Regions from separate parts of the Mus musculus genome. Here region 1 is linked to region 2. A link is a contact called in public HiChIP or PLAC-seq data. All regions are on one chromosome and are shown on one strand. Each heading gives the region's core, a stretch centred on a gene start, on an enhancer-like site or on the middle of the called end of the contact. The rest is flanking DNA. Distances are from core to core; before and after follow the strand shown. Region 1 has its middle 49 kb from the start of AY702102. Region 2 has its middle 37 kb from the start of Gm34112.

Evidence for each region. HiChIP or PLAC-seq counts read pairs in DNA pulled down with a chosen protein or histone mark.
Region 1: an H3K27ac HiChIP or PLAC-seq map of large pre-B cells shows a contact between it and region 2, with 6 times the contacts expected there. The contact joins two enhancer-like sites. A contact is called at or near these places in 1 of 115 datasets of contacts at active chromatin or transcription factors (large pre-B cells) and 1 of 9 other capture datasets (embryonic stem cells).

What each region holds. Positions count from the first base shown.
Region 1 is chr2:170,010,044-170,014,739 of GRCm38.p6, reverse strand. It overlaps a transcript of Tshz2 not described here. Among named protein-coding and RNA genes, the nearest start is that of AY702102, 49 kb to the right of the region's middle. Within about 2 kb of position 2,794, at least 16 of the 459 cell types and tissues checked have an H3K27ac peak or open chromatin away from gene starts, as enhancers often do.
Region 2 is chr2:169,529,462-169,534,340 of GRCm38.p6, reverse strand. No RefSeq gene overlaps it. Among named protein-coding and RNA genes, the nearest start is that of Gm34112, 37 kb to the right of the region's middle. Within about 2 kb of position 3,455, at least 6 of the 459 cell types and tissues checked have an H3K27ac peak or open chromatin away from gene starts, as enhancers often do.

The DNA.
Region 1 (4,696 bases), core at 1,545-4,044, 480 kb before region 2:
CAAAGCCCCAGCTGTGCTGTTGCAGGCGGAGGTTCCAGCTCCACGGTGCCCTCTCTCTACAGCTATCTTCCTTCTGACCGTGTTTGCCTCCTCTTTGTTCTCTCACAAGGCCCTCCTTGTTCCTCTCAGTGTCCTGACACTTGGGTACTCTCGCCTCTCTGACCTCCCTTTCTCCTTTCTCCTCAGTTGGGCCAAGTACCTCAGAGTTACCTTCCTTACTGACTATCATATCAAGAACCACCCACCTCACCTCACTGCCCCTTACTGTCTCATCCCCTTTGATTCATTCCTAGCTGTCCTGGTATTATTAATTCCACCATTTTCTAGTTTACAGTTTGCTCTGTGTCTTCAGGATGTTAGCATTTTGGTGACAAGGACCTTGCCCATGTTACTTACAGCCAAAGACTAAATAACACCTCACCATTCTAGGACCGCACTGAAGATTTACAAAGGAGCGAGTCACTTGACCTAAGTACACAGACTTTCCCCATAGCAAAGAAGTTGCTTCCCTCCCCGTGTCCTCATACAATGTCCCTCAAACATGCCGGCCTGTGGCGTGGCTTCCTGTATCCCGACAAGATGGCCACAGAAGCTATACATGCCTGCAGCTTCCTCGTGTGCTCTTAGGTATTAGTCAGCGGTCGAATGAGGTTCAAGCTGGGAGATGCCTCAGTGAGGACAGTGCCTACCATACAAGCATGAGGACCCAAACCTGAGTTTGGATTCCCTTCCCCCATCCCAGAACCCTTGTAAAAGCAAGGCATGGCCGCATGTGCTTGAAACCTTAGGCCCTGAGGCACTCATAGAGACAGAAGGATGGCTGGGACTTACTGGTGAGCTAGCCTACCTACCAAATGGTACACTAGAGATTCAATGAGAGACCATATCTGAGGGGACAAGGCAGAGTGTCACGGAGTGGACAGCTCCTCTTATACACAAACATACACAGGCATGTGTGCATGAGCGCACACCGCACCTACCCACAAATTAAAAACATTAACCGCGGAGGGACATAGTGGTGCCATCTTTAATTTCAGCAGTCAGGAGACAGAGCAGGTGGATCTCTGAGTTTGAGATGAGCCTCATCTACAAAGCATGTTTCATGCTACCTAGGACTGCAGAGACAGCTATGTGGTCCTAAATCAAAACTCCTCAATCAATCAATCAATCAATCAATCAACCAACCAATCAAAAACAGAACTTTAAGCTTTAAAATGTAAAGTTAGAAATGTTATACAGGTGGTCCAGAGAGATGGCTCAATAGTGAAGAGCAGCTCACTGCTTTTACAGAGTCCTGGAGGAAGTTCCATTCCCAATGCCTACACCAGATGGCCAGGGAATTTGGAATGCCCTCTCCCTTCCCCCACGGCATTCCCTTTAGCGTGCATATGCATGCCCATGTACACACACACACACACACACACACACACACACCATCAAAAATAAATCTTAAAAAGAAGTAAAAGGAAAAGTGTAGAAAGTGTTGGTAACCAAAACATTGTCTTCTTTCACAGGCGTTAGGGAGTTGCTCTGGCTGGCGGGATTATTTATTTGCTTATTTGTTTGTTTGTTCTCAAGCCTTTTAAACAAGGAAGCATTTCTGCAATGATCCTGACTTCTTACCGTTGATTTCCCAAGGTGAAATCAAAGTGTGTAATTATTTTGTGGGTGGATCTCACAGACGCCAATCCTCAGCTGAGTTGACATGTGAAGAGAAGTCTTGGGTTTTCATAATTACAAGATATTTCCTTAATAAACCCTATCTGATCCTTTTCCGCTAATAATTACATGTAATTATATTTACACGTGAGAACATTGCATGCTAATGGAGACTAGGGCCCTGAGGACTTAAGAGGGTTGACAGAATGTTTGACTAGATATGGCCAATCACTCTGTGTCATATAAAGAACTCGGAGAGAAAGGAATGTGTTCAAAAGAAACCAGAGCAGTGGAGAAACCCAGCGCATTCATTAATTGATAATATTTTTGTTAGGTTTTTGGTTTCAAGTGTCTTTTAGTGCCTGCACTTGAATTTAAATGTCTAAAAGGAACGGGTATTCAGAGAAAGAAAAGTAATTACACCCTGTAATTCTGATTTAATTACAAGGAAATAGATGTAACACGATGTGGTAAAAGTTATGATGGGTTCTTTAAATGATATATGTCATTAACATGTTAATTGGCATGAAATCTAAGCTCCCAGCCAGAGAGCTCATAGGTGAAGCTGAGGCCAGGGCCGTTTCGGGTGGGATCAGGGTTAAGATCCTGCGAAGGCATCTCGAGTGGGATTCTGTCCTGTAGGTTTCCCCCAGTCGTGTAGAATACAAAGAAATTCCAGTCCTGCTCTTAAAGAAACGAAACAAAAAGGCTGCTTGTGAGATGCTGGTGTGGCTAGCTTGAACTTGTAACTGGAGAGCCATAATGTCAGGGAGAAATTAAGGGGAGGGATGGGTTTTCCTCTGTCCAGAGACCCAGCCCCGCAACTGTAAAAATTGAGCTCTTCCCACGTCTTCACGTAACGATGAAGTGAAATGCACACAGATTTTTATTATTAAAAAAACTTGCCTTTCCTCAAAGACCCATTGGGGGATCTGTTTATTTTATTTAATTTTGATGTTTTTGGCGCATGGCTGGGGTTAGTCATCAAAACAGGAAGGGATGCCTCTTTATTCAGCAGAAGGAATTAGCCACGCTAGAATGAGCTTTGCTGGTTGGACGCTGTGTGAAACTCTTGGTTTGTTTTGTGTGCGTGTGTTCATGCATGCCACAGCATGTATATATAGAAGTCAGAGGCAAACCTCTCTCCTTTCATCTTGTAGGTCCCCGGGGATCAAACTTAGGTCCTCAGGCTTAGTGGCAAGCTCCTTTACCCACTGGGCTATCTCACCAGCCCATAATACTTGGTTGAGCTAAGTGCAGTGACACAGAGCTTTGCCTGGAGAAACATGCACAACAGGGTGAGGACGGACTCGGCGAGTCTCTGTGACAGCGGAGGTGGATGGGGCAGGCTGGGGACAGCACCCTGCTTGCTCCTGTTCTGTGCTTAGGCTTCTGGGCACTGACAGTGAATGATGTCATGGTTAATATTGATTGGAAGATTGACAGAATCTAGACTCACCCAGGAGGCAAACCTTTGGGTATGTCTGTGAGAGATTTTTCTAGACTGGTAATGTCAGGATGTCTGAGGCTAGTGCCCCATACAGAGATGTCAACACATGACCTCCACCACTTTGGCTGTGTTGCCAGACATCACAGGAATCGAGCACACGCACGCCTGCTCTCAGAGGCTAGCCACAGTTACCTGAACTCCAAAGGCCCCACTCAAGAGCCCTCAGAACAAGAGGTAGGGAGAAAAGCAAGCCGGCGTGGGCCATGCAGGCAGCAATGCTACAGTGTTAACTCAGCTTGTGCTCAGCATCCACAGTACTGTCACTGTCATGTTCTTGTCGCTTGACACAGAACACCTCTTTCGTGGCTTTTTCTACAAGCATTGATTTTATACACTTATTTTTTTGGAGCTAAGGTCCCGCCCTCTCTCTAATGCAGCATGGTCTTGAACTTGTGATTCTCCTGCCTGAGCCTACTGAGTGCTGGGATTGTAGACCTGTGCTACCACTTTGGCCAAACATTGATTGAAACACCACCACCACCACTACCACCATCACCATCACCACCACCACCACCACCACCACCACCACCACCACCACCACCACCACCACCACAACCAAACTCTTTCTCTGTCAATCAAAACACTCTTACTTCCTGGGGCCTTCTAACAGGTCAGGTCAGTTTTCTGGGACACCTCAGATGTCCGTGGTGGTCAGCTAGGACTCATTTGCCACTGTGCTGCTCTCAGATCTCATGGGACCAGAGGTGGGGCGTTCATGTGTGTATGTGTGTTCATTCATGTGTGCATGTGTGAGTGTGTGCAAGTGTATGCATGTGTGTGTGAGTGTGTATATGTGTGCCATTGAGTGTGCATATGTGTATGTTTGTGCATGTGTGCCTGTGTTTAAGTGTGAGTATGTGAGTGTGTGTATATGTGTGTAGATGTAGCTATGTGTTTTTGTGCGTGTGTGCCTGTGTTTGACTGTGTGTGAGTATGTATGTGTGTGTAGATGTATGTATGTGTGTGAATGTTTGCATGTGTGTATGTTTTGTGTGTGTGTACATGTGTGTGCATGTGTGACATATGTATGCATGTGCACTTGTTGACTCTGTGTGTTTGAGTGTGAGTGTATGTGTGTATGTGTTTGCATGTGTCTATGTTCTTGCACATGTGTGTGTGTGTGCATGTGTACCTGTTGACTCTGTATGTGCATGTGTGAAGTGTGTCTGCACATGTACCTGTTGAGTGTGTGTGTGTAAGCAGAACTGAAAAGCCAAGGACCTCAGCATTCTCCAAGCCCCCGCTCCCCTCCCTTCAGAGAGGGCCACCAGCTCATTTCGACTTAGATGCTCAGTGACACTGTTCTTTTCCTGCCCTCATTGGCTCTAGCTCTGGTTTTTCCTTCAAGTCTCTCAAGCAGAAGCCACCTTGGAGACCCACAGTTTTCTCCCAGCAGCTCCTGCTCCGCCTCTTGCCCCCGGATGAACACCCGCCTTCCTCACCTGCCACCACAAAGACAAGGAGGGCCATTCATAATTTAAGTCAGCCCTTTCTTTCTTACATGCACCAACATGTGCCTGACGCTGG
Region 2 (4,879 bases), core at 2,206-4,705:
CATTTTTGTATGTTAAGCCTTTTAAATATTAAATGTGTGAGTTAATATAATACTACTCCAAAAAGCTTTTCCTAAGGGAGTAATCAAGCAATTACATAATGATGTAGCTTATATAAGAATGAGCATTGTGGCTAAGTTTGTAACAGAAAACGTTGAGAGAACGTGAGTATGGACTGTAGATGCATGCATATCTGTGTGTGTTTATATGGCAGTGTGCGTGTGTACACACACACATATAGTTGTACACACATTTGTATTTGCATGAATTACATGTCATTCATTGAAAGGCACTGCTCCTGCAGTGTTCATGAATAGAAAGCTGAGGATGGAGGCTTTGAGTTTCATATGCTCCCTCTTTTCAGAAGGGGCAGCAAAGGCTGTTTAAGTGCCAAAATATTATGGATCTACTCTGTAGACATCTGGACATCTGTATGTTTTAAAAAACAGTGACCATGCATTGGTTTTGTGATCAGCACCCCGCCCCCTGCCCAGCATATTCACAGTTGGGGGAGGGAACAGCCAGGCACTCTGCATACAAGCTGTGTCACCACTACCTGTCAGCACCTAGCTACTACTTAGATTGATGCAGTGTGCTGGTGTCTCAGGTGTCCGAGCTGCTGATTCCAAACTCATTTTAGTTCCTAATGTATTTGCCCAGTTGGCTACTTTCATTCAGAGCACTTAGCACACTGAAATGGTGGTCAAATTATTAAGGAGTAGCCAGGCAATGAGCTCCATTGAAAGAAGTACCCATGTGATCCAGACAGCCATTTTCAGAAGGCACCGGTCCATAAAGAAGACACCAGACCTGGATTAATACAAAACTCATATTGTGGAAAGCAAGAACCAAGAAAGATCCTCTTAAATGCCATGGTGCCTTTCTTCTAGACTATTTCCTTTGTACAGTCAAGTACTGTGTGGATATCAAGGAGCGCAAAGTCTCAGATGTTTGTTTAGGAAGCTCTTGTCAGAGCTCTCACTGAGCCCTGGGTCATTGAGGCACAGTGGGGATATCCGGATCACAGGGCTTAGGGCTGGGGTCAACCTCAAGTCTACCACAAGCAAGTTTGACAGTGTAGAGTAAAGGCTGTTCCCACGTATCACCTCACGTTTCTAATTTAGGAAATAGGACACAGTATACCTGTCTTGAAACTGTCCACAGCATCACGTTCATGCCATACTCAATGGACCAGAGCATGTTCAAGCTGTAGTTGATGGATCATCTCTAATGACCTGTGCTACTGAAGACTCTACTTGGGCACAAGACTCTACCATAAAAAATAATAAACATCCACCTCTGGCCTCAGGAACTTAAAAGCTGGACAGCAATGGTTTGTGCATGTGTGCATGTGTGCATGTGCGTGTGTGTGTGTGTGTTGCATATGTTCTCTCTAAGACATTCCACTATATCAGAAACAGTCCTAAGGCTGTGGCGGAAAATTTTCACGTTATCAAAATACCCACAAGTACACATAAGCTTCCATGTTTATAAATATAAAAAGTTTATATGATCTCTCTTTCCCTCGCTCCCTTGCTCTCACCTGACTAGAGATAAATGATACATCCCCAGCCTAAGTTAGCCTGATAACGTTTTCATCCTTAGTAGAAAAGTTGAGAAACTATGGTTACTAGAGTTAAGGTGCTATGGTTTGCAGAGTTGGGAAGCTGTGGTTAGCAGAGCTGGGGTGCTGTAGTTAGCAGAGGTGTGCTGGTCAGGGTTTTTTTTTTTTTTTCACATAAAACAAGCTAGAGTCACCTGGGAAGAAGGAAACCCAATGGATGAGTTACCTCACTAGACTGGCCTATGAGCTTGCCTTTGAGGCATGTTCTTGAGTACGATTGATGGAGGAGAAGATAGATCATTGTGGATGTTGCCTTCCCTGGACTGGTGGCCCTAGGTTGTGACAAAAGCAAACTGAGCAAGCCATGGGGAGCAAGCCAGTGAGCAGCACTCCTCCATAGGCCCTGCTTCAATCCCTACCTCCAGGGTTTCTTCCCTGACTTCCCTCAGTGACGGTGTGTGCTGCTGAAACTTTATGCAATGTAATTTAATATAGTGTAATCCAAGGAATACTTTTCCTCCTGCAAGTTGGTTTGTATGTGGTGTTTACCACACAGCAGAACAGTGAGCTGATGCCACAAGGAGACATCGGAGAACTCAGAGCCTTCCTTATCCCTATCTCTTCTAAGGCACCGATCAACACCGGGTTAAATATGTTCTTCTTTACCTAGTGTTGGGTTGTCATCTCTATGCACGTCTCAGGGGGTAGGGGAGGGGGTGTGTATAGAAATCATTATAAATATATCTAATCCGTTAGGAGGTGAGATGGCTCACTTGCCTAATGAAGGGCAATCCAATTCCTGTACATGCATTGTCACTTCAAGAGCTTTCAGACACATGGCTGGTGACAGGAAGAAGAATATCATTTATCTGATAGATAAGGAATTGATTGCTGTTATCCTCCACAAGCACAAGCAAGGCTCAGAAGGGTGGGGTGTGAGTTCTCTGAAAGATAGTTTGCAATCTCCATGTTTCTTTGTTTGGAAGGGACTCTCTGTAAGATGCTGTGGCAGAATGAACGTGAGTGGCTCCTGTGGGCTCTTAAATTTGAATGCTTGGTCACCAGAGAGTGGCACTATTAGGAGGTGTGACCTTGTTGGCGAAAGTGTGTCACTGAGGGTGGGCTTTGGTGTTTCAAATGTACAACCCAAGCCCCATGTCTCTCTCTTCCTGCTTTTCCTGTTCATTCATGGTGGATTGACAGTGACATGTTTCCCATAGGCTCATATGCTTGGGCTCTTGGTCCCCAGTTGATGGTGCTGTTTGGGAGGCTATAGAACCCTTAAAATGTGCAGCTTTGTTGGAGGAGGCGTGTCTGGTTCCACTTCCCTTGAGTCTCTCTCTCTTTCTCTCTCTCCCTCTCCCTGTCCCTCTCCCTCTCCCTCTCCCTCTCCCTCTCCCTGTCCCTCTCCCTCTCTCCCTCTCCCTCTCCCTCCCCCTCCCCTCCCCCTTCCTCTCTCTCTGCTTCTTTTGTGTGGATGAAATAATAACCCACATTAGTACTTCCTTGACAAGAATGGATGATATCCCTCTGGAGTCACAAGCCAACCGAAAAACTCCTTTGTCCTATAAGTCGTCTTCATCATGGTATTTATCATAGCAACAGAAAAGCAGCTAGCACACCACCCAAGGAAGCAAAAAGACACAGAACATTGCTGAGGCTCAAGCCCAAAGGCTCTCACAGCAGTTGCACCCAGGAGTGGCACTGATTCCATGCCCTGACTCATGACAGGACCTGGGAAAGTGGAGGAGGCTTTGAGTGAACATTCTGGCCTTTCTCATAATGCTCAGACAAAATGGCTGACAATACAAGAGAATTGCAATGCTCTGTAGAGAGAGCACTAACCGTGACTGTGCACTTTGCATGTGGTAGCTCATTTGATCTAAAAAACAAAAACCATGGAAACAGATGTGACTCTTATCACTCTGCTAAAGATGAGCATTGTGCAGCTTACATGAGTAAAGAGACAGGATGACGGTCAAGTGGGAAACAACAGAGGTAGCTGCCAAACTCAGGTCTGACTAAACCAAAGCCAGGCTCCCAAGGAACTTCTGCAATCCCACCCACACAGACTTTATTGGAAAAATTTATTGGAAAGACTGAACACAAGCTTAGAAGTCCTTAAACATCCATACTCTCTTCAAGGAAAAATTGCACTTCCAGAGAGCTATGCAACAGTGTCCATGTGTCTGTCTGACCCACTGCAGTAGCTGCAAAGTCTTTCAGGCCTCAGCCCTCCTTGGCTGAAGCTGCCACCTCCACAAGATATCTGATTTCCATCACTCGCTGGTCACATGGCCTGTTCCAGTCACTCGTTCGTCACATGACTTGTTCACAGTGCTTAGCGTCTCCTGTTTGTTTATACGGCATTTCTCTGTCCAGCCAAGAGATGCTCTGAAAGGCACATTTTAGGAGGTACAGGAATCCTGCTCAATGCTGCTGTAGGAAGCCATTTAATCACCAGCTTCTAGAGCAGTGGTTCTCAACCTGGGGGTCGGGACCCCTTTAGGGCCGAATGACCCTTTTCACAGGAGTTTAAGACCTTAGGAAAGCACAGGTATTATATTACGACTCATAACAGAAGCAAAATTAAGTTGTGAATAGTAATGAAAATAATTTTATGGTTGGGGGGGGGGTCATCACAACATGAGGAACTTTTCCAGGCATTAGAACCTTTCCCAGGACGAAAACAACAGCGAAGTTACATGCTTGGGCGGCAGTGGGCAGGACCAAAAGCGCACATGTGTTCTGCATAGTTGATTTTCAAGGAACTTGCCGTCATTGCACACTCAGAAACATTCTACTGCTATGAAACTTTTCCTACCCCTCCCCCATATCTGACTTGACCCCTCTGGGGGTCATAATCCACAGTTTGAAATGCTTTAGCAAAGGGAGAAGATAGGAAAGGCTGTGATGTGTAGCTACTTCTTTCCATAGTGTAAATACAACACCCACTTGTAGTGACACACACACACACACAAACACACAAACACACACAAACACACACATACATGTCCAGTTTTAGGTCACTGACATCACAGGATGCAGGTGTGGTAAGACAACAAGCAATTCATCCTTACAAGCTGGAACAAGCAAGCTCCAGGAACCCCCAGTGCTTCCAACTGCTTCTCCCTCTCATGGTGGGAACAGAATAACAGTCACTCATAGGTGGCCAGAGTTGCTCACTCACTAACTGGGAATGGACGGCAGGTCCCCAGAGGACCCACGTTAATGACACAGTGGGTAGGGTCTCCCACATCTTTCTGTTCACTCTGCAATGTTCCTCCTGTGCCCCACCCCCACCGAAAGCCTGTGTA